Linked DNA regions of Mus musculus: all the other regions are linked to region 2. A link is a contact called in public Micro-C and promoter capture Hi-C data. All regions are on one chromosome and are shown on one strand. The core of a region is the stretch at or near the end of the contact, and the rest is flanking DNA. Distances in the headings are between cores, read along the strand shown.

The links. Promoter capture Hi-C pulls out the DNA fragments that hold promoters and counts their contacts. Hi-C and Micro-C count contacts between places; a contact is called where the count stands out from the background.
Region 1: a Micro-C map of the G1E-ER4 cell line shows a contact between it and region 2, with 11 times the contacts expected there. The contact joins the promoter of Sfxn1 here to the promoter of Gadd45g in region 2. A contact is called at or near these places in 2 of 39 promoter capture datasets (hippocampal neurons and liver), 4 of 484 Hi-C or Micro-C datasets (all in the G1E-ER4 cell line) and 1 of 115 datasets of contacts at active chromatin or transcription factors (astrocytes).
Region 3: a promoter capture Hi-C map of embryonic stem cells shows a contact between it and region 2, with 8 times the contacts expected there. The contact joins the promoter of Simc1 here to the promoter of Gadd45g in region 2.

Annotation. Positions count from the first base shown.
Region 1 is chr13:54,069,019-54,073,325 of GRCm38.p6, forward strand. Sfxn1 (sideroflexin 1) reads left to right here and starts at 2,827. Exons shown (of 11, transcript NM_027324.5): 1 at 2,827-2,914.
Region 2 is chr13:51,844,920-51,849,135 of GRCm38.p6, forward strand. It overlaps Gadd45g (growth arrest and DNA-damage-inducible 45 gamma), which reads left to right and starts at 1,756. Exons shown (of 4, transcript NM_011817.2): 1 at 1,756-1,913; 2 at 2,433-2,534; 3 at 2,637-2,850; 4 at 2,950-3,556. The coding sequence starts at 1,861. The coding sequence ends at 3,060.
Region 3 is chr13:54,502,355-54,506,181 of GRCm38.p6, forward strand. Simc1 (SUMO-interacting motifs containing 1) reads left to right here and starts at 1,451. Exons shown (of 10, transcript NM_176987.4): 1 at 1,451-1,650. The coding sequence starts at 1,522. LOC115486438 (a long non-coding RNA gene) reads right to left here and starts at 1,960. Exons shown (of 3, transcript NR_168901.1): 1 at 1,415-1,960.

The DNA.
Region 1 (4,307 bases), core at 1,577-4,076, 2.2 Mb after region 2:
ATCTTCCTTCCCGTCTGTTTCCCTGCTAGGCAAACATGCCCAGTACAGCCCATGGGCAAAAAGAAACCAGAGCAGAGTGAAGTCAGCCCACTGTTGTACCTAAGGCCTCCCTCAAATGCAGAGATGAGTACAGCCATCAGTCATGTAGGGATGAAGGATAAGCAGAGAGCAACCAAAGAGGTAGAAACACCCAGCCAGCACACTGACTCGGAGACAGAACACACTGTTACAGTTGTACCACCTAGGGTTTTAAAGTTAGTATATATGGTTACTGTAGCAACAGAAAACAGATAAGTTGTCTCTACTATGCCTTCTGCTCTGTTGCCAACCTGGTGGCTTGCATAGCCCTCAGTTACAAATACTGTTGCAAAGATGTTAACTTAGATAGTCTACTGTTGCAAAGTTCACAGTGGATTGATATATTTATCTTAAATACTTGTTTACAATGTATGGGTTCTCTCTCTCTCTCTCTCTCTCTCTCTCTCACACACACACACACACACACACACACACACACACACACACACACACTAGCTCTTTGTAGAGTCCTTTTGTGTTTTGTTGGTTGTCTTAGTTAGGGTTACTAGTGCTGTGATGAAACCATGACCAAAGCAAGTCGGGGAGAAACAGGTTTATTTGGCTTACACTTCCTCATCATTCACTGTTCATCACCTAAGAAAGTCAGGACAGGAACTCAAACAGGGCAGGAACCTGGAGGCAGGAGCTGATGCAGACAGAAGCCATGCAGGGGTGCTGCTTACTGGGTTGATCCTCATGTCTTGTTCGGCCTGCTTTCTCATAGAACCTAGGGCCAGACTCCCATGAGTGGCATGACTCACAATGGGCGGGTCCTCCCTCCCCCATCAATGACGAATTAAAAAATTAATTCGTGCCACCAGCTTGCTTACAGCCTGATCTTATAGAGGTATTTTCTCAACTAAGACTCCTCCTCTCTGATGACTCTAACATGTGTCAAGTTGATTAGAAAACCAGTCAGGACATTGGGTCTTTGCTTTCTCTCTCAGTCCTTTTTCAGTCTGCTTTAGAATCAGACTAAGGACATATGGAAGTTCTGAGTATAATGAATACCATTGAAAATGTCTGAGAAATATTGCTCCAAGCTCTGCTCTCCATGTTTGTTTTATGAATTCACTTGCAATTGAGTTAGTTTTCTGTTGTCTAAGGCAGTGTATCCTACTGCCTTGTGATGCAGTATATTCAGGAGCCACAGGTATGGTGGGGAGGTTGGGCAGTAAAAGAATTCACGCAAGACAGTACTAGGTATAAAGGGACATGTTTAACGAGCACGGTGCAATGGGACAAAGCAGTAACAGACAAACTATCTTCTTGGCTTAGACCAGTTTTTAATGTGGGGACTGTCTTGGTTTCTTTTTCTGTTGCTGTGATAAAACATCCCAACAAAAGCCACCCAAGGGAAGGAGGAGTTTATCTTAGGTCACAGTTGGAAAGCACAGTCCATCACCCAGTGGAAGTCAAGGCAGCTGGAGCTTGAAGCAGTGGATCAGAAGGCTCCAAGGCAACAGCTCTTTTAGACCTATGGGTATTTAATTTGATCAGTGTGGCCTTGGTCACATCATCCACACTCAGAAGGAGCACTGCTTTTCTTTACAATGTTAGTAGGGCCTTCTGGGCCAGTCTCCCACAGTAGAAGCCCCTAAAGGTAGAAGCCTGATCCCCACTCCCACCCCCCATGTTCCCCTCTGGTGACCTTTTTTTTCAGCCTGTCCTGGATGTCTGATTGGCTGGATGGAGCTCCTCATTGATTCTGGTACAAACACATCCTTTCTTTTTTACCATTCTTCTGTGTTTGTAACTGTAGGACAATCTACTCCTTCAAAGTGTTTTAGCTGTTTTGGGCTCTTTGTTTTCTCATATACGTTTTACAGTCACCTTATTGGGATACAGACAGACACACTCAATGGGCGCGCGTGTGTGTGAGCGCACACACACAGAATCCAAATTCAGTTCGGAATCTCATTGCTTGTAGAGGTTATTTGGGGTAGAATTTCTGTCTTTAAAAAAAGGGGGAGGGGATTTATCTACCTGTGCAGAGAATGCAATTCGTTATTTGTTGTATTGTGCTGGCCTTCAGAATGCGTCCGAGATTCTATGCTTCTCTCCTCATCGTCCAACCTGGTCTAACCAGGTCCAACCTGACTAAGCTCATGACCTCTGGTCTGCACCTCCCCTATGGTCCCATCTCTGTCCAGCAGCCAGTGACTCTTTTGAAGGTGGCACTTGTATTGTCTAGTTTTTCTTAGAGGGCTGGCTGTGCCAAGCTCCCCCATTTTAAGAAGCATTAGGGGCTGGCGAGATGGCTCAGTGGTTAAGAGCGCCGACTGCTCTTTCGAAGGTCCCGAGTTCAAATCCCAGCAACCACATGGTGGCTCACAACCATCTGTAACGAAATCTGATGCCTTCTTCTGGAGTATCTGAGGACAGCTACAGTGTACTTACATATAGTAAATAAATAAATCTTTAAAAAAAAAAAAAAAAAAAAATACCTAATAAAAAATGGAAAAAAAAAAAAAAAAAAAAAAAGAAGCATTAGCCCAAATGAATGGAGGAACAATGATGATGGGTGGTCTTCTAAAAAAAACCAAATTGAAAAACAGTGGCATTGACCCGGGCTGCGGCTAAGATGAACTTAGGAGTTCTCAGTGTGGCCAGAAGCAGAAGCGCGGGCACATGGGGCGTGCGCAGACTGCGGAGCTCAGCAGCCAAAGCCATGAATGACACCGAGGCAGAGGCAGGAACCTCTGGGCGGGGCCGCGCGTCGTGAGCGCGCGTCGTGGCCGCGCTCCTGGGGGCGGCGCGCGGGGCCGCGGCGCTTCCGGCAGCTGGAGGCGGCGCCGAACGGGACCGAGCGGCGCGGGTGGCGGCCGGGTAGGCGGTGAGTGGCGGGGGGCTGCGGAGCGCGCGCGGGGAGCCGGAGGCGCGCGGGATGGCGCAATCTCGGGGGCTGCAGGGGACCCAGTAGGGTCCACTGTGCGCGCTGGGGTATGCCTGAGGCGGGTTACGTACGCCCGGGACCTCGTGAGTCCGCAGCTCTAGACTGGGGCTAGGGAGGCCTCAGCGTGGAACTGATCTTGTGGAACAGATGTGAAAGGGGAGCATCACGCACCGTGCCACGCGTCCCTAGCCACCGCGTGACGAAACATGCTGGGTGCAGGCGGCCAAGATGGCTGCCAGGGGACTGTCTCCACGAGGATGGGCGCGCGCAATTGCCAGGTGACCAGGTGGCTCTTAGTAGCTGGGACCCGGAGGTCCGCGTGGAGATCACTTGGTGGCCGACCTCCAGCTCTTAATCTCTTCAAGGGACCGAAGTGTCCCAGGTAGAACCGTGGGACCCTCACCCTCAGCTCCCACATCGTGTTCCTGCTGATCATCTCAGGTTCAACCGCCTCCAGAATGACAATGACCACACTAAGGTCTGTGCCTCCGGAGTTAGATCTCTGACTTTTGTATTCATCCAATGCTGCCAAATCCATAATCCAGATTTGAAAACTGAGGCATTAAAACTTGAATAACTTGCCTAAAGTGTCACAGCTGGCCAGGGAGAAGAGCCAGGCAATCCGAGTATATATATTGTTTCCACTTTGTCCCTCAGTGACGATGTGACGATTGAGAGACCTCGTGGAAAAGCGTAGTTCTGCTGGATTTCAGAATTTGGGCCTTTACCCGGGACTCTCCCTTTATAGTTTTCTCACACTCCTGATCCCTCATCTGCTGCACCTACTTTGGGTGCCTCTAGTCAGCAGCTCTCAACTGTGGTTGCATATCAGAAGTTTACATGACGATTCATAACAGTAGCAAAATTATGTTTATGGAATGGCAACGAAATAATTTCATAGTTGGAGGAATCACTAAACCATGTATTAAAGGCTACAGCATTAGGAAGGTTGAAAACCACTGCCTAGATTTTTCTCTCCGTCCTTGTTCCAGGCAGAGGCAGGAGTAGAGAGGCGAGCACTGAGGTAAAGAAGAGGACTTTGTGGGTCTTAGAATGCTGGACTCAGGCTTGCTGTGTGAAGGAGAGCTGTTTAGAGGACAAATGGAAGTTCAGCAGGAAGTCCCAGAACCTCAGGCCACCCCTCCCCACCCCCCACCCCACCCCCCTCCCAGGACTGAGGTTGTCACATTCACAGCAATAACAGTGTTTGGGAAGAGTTTGTTAATTCCCACCCAGCTCTGATAAGGAATTGCTCCATCTGTGTACTCAAGGGTGCAGCCAAAGGTCTGCAAAATGGAGAGAGTTGTGCTTAGTTTTCTGTAAAAGTTTGGTG
Region 2 (4,216 bases), core at 506-3,005:
ACGTCCTTTAAGGAGTTCAAAAATTAACACTGAATGATCTATATTCACCACCCACCTGGAGAACGCTCCAGTAGAAAGGAGAAAATCCACTCTCTCTCTCTCTCTCTCTCTCTCTCTCTCTCTCTCTCTCTCTTCTCTCTCTCTCTCTCTCTCTCTCTCTCTCTCTCTCTGTGTCTGTGTGTGTGTGTGTCTGTGTGTGTGTGTGTGTGTGGGTGGGTGTGTGGGTGTGTGTGAGTTTTGCCTCAGTCTGGCAAGCTTCATGAACGCCCTTTGCCCTATCCAGTCTCCCAGGCTTCACTCAAGAATCTCCAGAAGTCCCCTAGCACACTTTTCTGTGTTAGCACAGAGAGACGCAGACGCCCACAGTGTCGTGTTCTGCGGGCGAGCAGTCTGGAAGCCTGATGTGCAGGTCCCACGGGACAAACGATAAGTTCAGAAAGCTCTCAAGATCACTTCTAATTTTATTACGTTATCAGAAAAGAACCTCTTGAAGAAACATTTTTAAGTAGTTGAAATATTTCAAATTCTCATAAGACAAACGGATTCTTGGTCCTGGGTGGCAGGCTCCTTTCGGTCTCCAGGCCCGGGCGCCCGGTGCAGGCGTTACCCTGATTCTAAATGATGCGCATAATAGCACAGGGTTCTCGGTGCTTGGGGTGTCCCAGCTCAAACCCCCCTGAGAGGTCAACGCGAGGCAATATTTGGTGGGTGGATGAGAGGATCTGGATTTTTCTAGGTCGGCCGGTAGGCGGCGCCCTGGGAAAAACAATGTGGAACAGCCGAGTTCCCGGAGTCTGAACCCCGGAACCTCTGGGGTTTGGGGCACAGTAGCCTTGGTGTACAGCTCACTCTCGAGCTTAGCACGCGTGCATCAGAATCCCAGCAGTCAGAATAAGCCTAAGAGGTGCGCACCCAGTGGCGGGGGAGCGGCACGCTGCTCCGACCCCCACGCGCCGGGCAACCCCGCGACCCCGGCTCCCGACGGGGCTCGGCCCACCCCACCGGCGGCAGGTGGACAGTGTTGCTATGAAAGAGAAAGCGTCGATTGTCCCCACCGCGAACTGCCACACGCCAGACCTCCTCTTTTGTGTGCCCCGTATAGAAATGCAAACGAGCCGCGTGTGCCGGCAGCAATCTGCTGGTCCCTGCTGCCCGCGTCCCACAGCGATCTGCTAGGGGTAGGGGTGGGGGATGGGAGGGCTTAGACCTTGCAGCCGCGACCCCGAAAGGCGCAGAGTCCTGAGTCCCTAGTGGCAGCCTAGGCCTAATGTCAGCTGCAGTTGCAAACCTTTGACTTTAAGTTTCGGTTTCGATGTAACAACCCTATAAACTTCAAACTGAAAATTGAGGAAAAATTAGAAAGGTCGCAAAAAAAAAAAAAAAAAAAAGAGCAAAAAAAAAAAAAAAAAGAGGGGGCTTTTACATTCTCCAAGTGTGCATTCTACAAATTCCAGTATCGTATCAGCAAACAACGTACTTTTTTTTTAAACTTTTTCCTTTTAAGGACTTACAAAAAAAGAAAGGCGAGATGAAATCTGCAGGCTCCAGTCTGCCTGGTAACACCCTGACAAAAGCGGCAGATTTGAGGCTGTGTCATCCCCCGCACCCCTCCCCACGTGGCCTTCTGGCACGAGCCGCAGGCCTGCCGCCTCATTTGCATCAGAAAGCGGGCGCTGGCCAATGGGAGTGCAGCCTCCCGCCAGCTGGCGGCGGCGCGCCGAGCCTGTCTATAAAAGGGCTCTCCCGGCCCAGCCTGGCGCACTCGCTGGTGGTGGGCGCGCATCGGACTCTGGGAATCTTTACCTGCGCTCGGGTTCCCTCCGCACTCTTTTGGATAACTTGCTGTTCGTGGATCGCACAATGACTCTGGAAGAAGTCCGTGGCCAGGATACAGTTCCGGAAAGCACAGCCAGGTGGGTTTTGGGGTGCCGAGAGTTGGCCTTGTCTGGTAGTGGTCTTACAGGGTCCTCTAGGATAGAAGTTTGCAGGGTGGGAGCCGTGCACTGTCTGGCTGTGAGGTGCCGAGGCGCGGGACCAGAATTACTGCATTCGATTCGTGTCTAGAGCTAGAGTTTGGGGTGCCAGCACCTGATCGTAGTTGGGGAGCCTGATATACGGGCGCCAGATCAGAAGTAGGGAACTGGGAGTGCAGGCGCCAGGTCGAGACTGGGTGATGGGGAATGAGGGCGCCAGATCATGACTAGGGTGCCAGAGGTGTGGGCGTCAGGTCGGGACTGGGGATCCGGGTGTGTGGGCGCCAGGTCGGGACTGGGGATCCTGGTGTGTGGGCGCCAGGTTGGAGTTGGGAGGCAGGAATGCTGGCGCCAGGCAGGTCTAGGCTAAGGGGCCAGCTGGGACTTGGAGGTCAGGGCAGGGATCTCTCCGTCGCGTCCCCGTGCTGGTCCCCACTCACGGCGCTTGTTCTTTCACAGGATGCAGGGCGCCGGGAAAGCACTGCACGAACTTCTGCTGTCGGCGCAGCGCCAGGGCTGTCTGACCGCTGGCGTCTACGAGTCCGCCAAAGTCCTGAATGTGTGAGTGTAGAAAGGCCCCGCGTGCAGGGATTGGGGTTGGCGCGGCGCGGAGACCTGGGGGTGGCATCGACTCTGACCTTGTCCTTCCCATCTGCTCTGCAGGGACCCTGACAATGTGACCTTTTGCGTGCTGGCTGCCGATGAAGAAGATGAGGGCGACATAGCGCTGCAGATCCATTTCACGTTGATTCAGGCGTTCTGCTGTGAGAACGACATTGATATCGTGCGCGTGGGAGACGTGCAGAGGCTGGCGGCGATCGTGGGCGCCGACGAAGAGGGGGGCGCGCCGGGAGACCTGCATTGCATCCTCATTTCGGTGAGTGTCCCCCACTGTTTCCCTACGCCAGTCCCCCAAACCATCCTGGCCAACGACAAGCATGGCTGACCCATGTATTTTTTTTTTTTTTAAATTCAGAATCCTAATGAGGACACATGGAAGGACCCTGCCTTGGAGAAGCTCAGTTTGTTCTGCGAGGAGAGCCGCAGCTTCAACGACTGGGTGCCCAGCATCACCCTTCCCGAGTGACAGCCTGGCAGGGACCTTGGTCTGATCGACTTGGTGACACTCTAGCGCGCTGCTGGCTCTGGAGTGGCCCTCCGAGGGCGCTCGAGTGCGCGTGGAGACTGGCAGGCGATGTTGCCTGGAGAGCGAGGAGCGCGGCCTCCCAAGAAGGGGGTCTGGCGGCAGCGGGGACACCTTGTTCCGAGCCCAGGACTCTGCCAGTGTCCGGAGAGGCTGCTAGCACAGGAAGGCCTAGGCGAGGACGTTGGCCCCAGGGCCGGGAAGAACCGACCAGCGAGGCAGGTGTGACTCAGCAAGCAGCCTTCCAGTGAAAGGAGGGGAAAGAAAGGCAGGCGACCGCCTGGACTTGGTACAGCGGCAGGAGCGGCCACTGCAGGAGCGAGCTGGACTTAGCCGACTGCACTGCTCTTTCAAAAAACGGATCCCGGGCAATGCTTTCATTTTCTAAAGGACGCTATCGTGGAAGCTTTGAATATCACAATAAACTTATTGAAACAAACTTAATGCCTTTTTATTGAGGGTAGGGGATTCTAATGGGGAGGGGGCGGCGGTAAAGGATGTTTCACGGCACCTGGGACCACCTTTCTGTTGGGGCAAGAAACTGCAGCCTCCTGGGGCTGGCGGTGGGGGAGGGGGTGCAGGCGAGTAGTAAACGGGAGAACTTGGGCCAGAGTACTGTTTGAGCCTTTCAGGAAGATTTCAAACTTGCAAGACAGGAGCATACTTGATAAGGCATCCGGGTGCAGGAGCTCCAGGCTTGCAATCCAATTCGATAACAGTGACTTCTGCCTCCAGTACCTCCCCTCCCCCGCTCCGCCCCCTCCCCCCACCTTTGCCTCGACAGCTGCTTATCTGAACAGCTTGCGGGAGGCCCTGTGCCTTCCAATACAATGAGCTTGCCTCTGCAGCTCTGCCCTTGGTGCGGTGGCTGGGGATGGGGGCGGGTTGCTCTAGCTTTCAGGAACTTTCTCCTTTTAATTGCTCTGACAAAGCTACGCTACTAAAGTATTAATATCAAATATGACACCAGCGAGTTGCGTTCTCAGTATGAATCATCATTTTGTCACAGCCGTGATGGAAGTTACAGTATCTTAGCAGAAGTTGGAAGGCACCGTCTATTATAAATAGGAGTGAGCCAGTCTGAGTGGGGTGGGCATCT
Region 3 (3,827 bases), core at 201-2,700, 2.7 Mb after region 2:
TGAAACCTGTGGTCAAGCTATTTGCCCAACAGGCCAGTGATCTCTCTCCTTCCCTTCCCTCCCCTTTCCCTCTCCCCTCCTCCTTTTCCTCCTCCTTCCTCTCCCTTTCTCTCACCCTGGCTGACCTTGGCCTTTCAAGAGCTAGGATTCAAGGCAAGCACCGTGATGCCTGACTCAGAGCAGTGAACCTTCAAGTGTGTTCACCAGACTCTAAGCAATGTCAATATCACCTAGAAACCTGAGAGAAATACCAATTTGGGGCTCACTCCCAAAACTCAGTTTCTCAGTCAGAAACACTGGTGTGTAGTCCTGCAAACTTTATTATACACTCTCTGGCTGATTCAGAAGTTCACTAAAGATTAGAAAACACTGCATCACACGCTGCTTAGACAGCACACAACAGCTTTGCCTCTAGGAACTCCCCCCTTTTTGTTAAAGACATTTTATTATTCTATTTTTTGAAGTTACTTGAGCATAAGCAGCAGGGTTTTGTCAGTATTGCACATTTTTAAAATAGCCATGGGCCCTATTTTGATTTAATGTCCCTACCCTTCAACAAAACAACCAAAGAATTCACTACTTACCCATATTTCCCTCTGATGGGGATACAATTTTATCCCTATATTTTCTGCTTGCTCACAGCATTGGAGTATACGGGCACTCTGGGACCTCATAGCTCTCTGTATGTGCCTTTTCAGTGGTTTCTGTCAACTAGAAACTCAACAAACTCTTACATCTGACAGTTTAAATTCCTGCGACACGTATTGTTGGTGAAACCGCAAATCGGCACAACTTAAGACAATTTGGTACCATTTGTCAAAATAACAATAAAAACATAGATTTGATCCAATAAACCTGCTTCTGGGAATTTATCCCACGGATTTACCTGCACACACAAGAGTGGGTATCTCTCCCTTATCTCAGCCAGAAGCCCCAGTCAATAAAACCCTAGGTTCAGGTTACCCTTTTCAGCCCCTCAGGGCTTCTTTAACCCGAAGGCGTCACTGCTCCTTCTGCCAGGTGCAGGCTCCACTACCGGGTCAATTAAATGCGCTATCAGAGGCTCCATCAGCTCACTCCAGTCCTCACACCTGCAGCCAGGGGCTCGTCACCAGCACTGCCCACTGTGATCGGTTGAGAGCGGCGGCGGACAACCTCTCAACCTCAGCGTTTTTCAAGCCCGCCGACCATGCGGCCCAGCCCCTCGGTTCTATCCCTCCCTTTCCCTCTCTTCCCTCTCTCTCCTTCTCTGAGGGAAAGGGAGCCTGGCTCCTCCAGGGTTCTGTGACACTGCCCTGACCCGGGCGCGCGGCTGCCCCCGAGATAGGCGGGGCTCCGAGCGGGACCGGTCCTCTGGAGGCGGGGCGCGGTGGGGGCGGGGCAATGGAGGGGGCGGGGCCGGCGGGGTACTAACCCCGGTGTCTGCGACGCCTTCGCTGCAGTCGCTTCAGCAGCTGGAACCGGAGTCGGAGTCGCCGGGGCCGCTCGCCGCTCGCGCGTGGCTCCGCCGGGCCCGTAGCCATGGAGGACTTTATCGTGATCTCCGACGACAGTGGCTCCGAGAGCTCGGCCGGGACCCGCTCGGGCAGGGCGCGGAGGCTGCGCCGGGCCCTGTCTCGGACCCCCGGCGCGCTGCCCCGCCGAACCGTGGTGAGTGAATCCACTGCCGCTCGCCACGCCCGACGGGAGCCGAGCGTCGCCCCCTCGGGGCCTCAGCGTTGCGACCCTGGCTCCCCGCCGCCGTGTCTTCCCGCCTTTGGCGGCCTCGGGCCTCGAGGAGCTCGGTGGCGCCGCTGGCAAGGCAGGCCTCGGGCTGGCCAGCGCTGAGCCCTACAGGGTTGTGCTGCGGAGCCGGCCGAGCACATGGGCGACACACTGAGCACCAGTGCGAGCTGCCAAGCGGTGGCCGGCGGTGGCCTCCGGCCCGAGCTGGCTCCAGAGCTTTGGCAGCGGGAGGAGTGGGGGGTCCTGGCCAGGCCGCAGCCGCCACCCGGACCTCGAGGCGGGCGCGCGGGAGCGCGTAATTGTTTGGCTTATGATGGGCACAGATGTGTGCAAGGAGGTAACAGGAGCCCCGGCTGCGAGCGAGGGAAGCGCCGCCCTTGGCATGGTGGCGGCTGCGCTGCAGGGCCTAGTTCTTGAGCTAGGGCCCCGATTTTTGAGTTGTGGAGAAGGACAGTTAATTTTGCTTTGCAGATGCGAATCACATACAAAGCCAGGGGGCGGGGCACTCCCACCTTTGTTTTTCCTTCGGTTCTTTATCTTTGTCCCTGCTCCTGAAGTGATGGAATAAAAATATCTGTGGTCTCTGGCTTTCTAGAACTCTCCACAGAAATTTAGTGACCTGACCCCTACCATGATCTACATGCTGTGGCTTCAAAAATCAAGGGATCCTTCTCTGTTCTTCCTAATATGTGTCCTAAATCAATGTCAGCTACTCTATAAGCGTGTAAATCACATTTTGAGTGCTCATTCATTCTAAGTTGCCTTTGGGAAGTCTTCCTACACCCAAAGGTAGGTGTCTTAGGATTACTGTTGCTGTGATGAAACACCATGACCCAAAGCAACTTGGAGAGAAATTGGTTTAGTTTACACTTCGCTGTTCATACTAAAGAAGTCAGGACAAGAATTCAAGCAGGGCAGGAATTTGGAAGTAGAGGTTGTGCAGAGGCCGTATGGTGAAGCGATGCTTTCTTTACCGGCTTGCCACCTCTGGCTTGCTTAACCTGCTTTCTCACAGAAACCAGGACCACTAGCCCGGGGTGGCTCCACCCACAATAGGCTGGGTCTTCCCACTGCAATCACTAGTTGAGGAAATGCCCTACAGACTTGTTTACAGCTGGATCTTAGGCTATACATTTTCGATTGAGGTCCCTTTCCCTCAGATCACTGTAGCTTGTTACAAGTTGATGTAAAACTAGCTGGGACAATATGTGTTCTCTCTCTTTAAGAGAGGAACATAATTTTTGCATTTTTGTATTATCTAGCTTGTAAATATACCTTTATAGCTAGTTTATCTTTCTTCTTTTTTTCAAGACAGGGTTTCTCTGTGTAGCTCCGGCTGTCCTGGAACTCATTCTGTAGACCAGGCTGGCCTTGAACTCAGAAATCTGCCTGCCTCTGCCTCCCAGATATTGGGATCAAAAGCATGCGTCACCACTGCTGGGCTGCTAGTTTATCTTTTAACAGTACCTTTATTGTGGTGTGATTCATCCATATAATACGTTGGGTTGTACAACGTTCATAGTTACTAAATTGTTTACTTCACTCTGATAGGAAACCTTGTTCTTGAGGTCCACAAACATCTTTGGAAAAGTGACTTTTCACCTCCTTGAATTATAAACGTAATTTTAAGTAGAGATATAAAAAAAATTGCTGTTCCATGTATATAGTAAGTATCCTGGCACATGGTAGTTTATCAATTTCATGTTCTGACATTTTTAAAAAAATGATTCAGCTGAGCCTGTTTGCTCTTGCTAGTGAAGACAGCGATGGGACTGTCTGTAGAATAAGTTCCTTACAAAGGAATATGTGCTACCCCAGTTTTTAATTGGGTTTTCTTGATAGCTTTTTTTTTTTTTTTTTTTTTGTTCTTTATATGTTGTGGATAGTAGACTTCTATCAAATATGTAGTTGTTAAAAATCTTTTCCTGCCAGGCTGTGGTGGCATATACCTTTTATTCCAGGGCTTGGAGGCAGAGGCAGCTGGATCTCTTAAATTCAAGGCCAGCCTGTTGTACAGAAGGAGTTCCAAGACATCCAGGAATACACAGAAATCCTGCCAGCACTAAAAGTGTTCTGTTCAAGAAGTCTCATCCTGTGCCAAG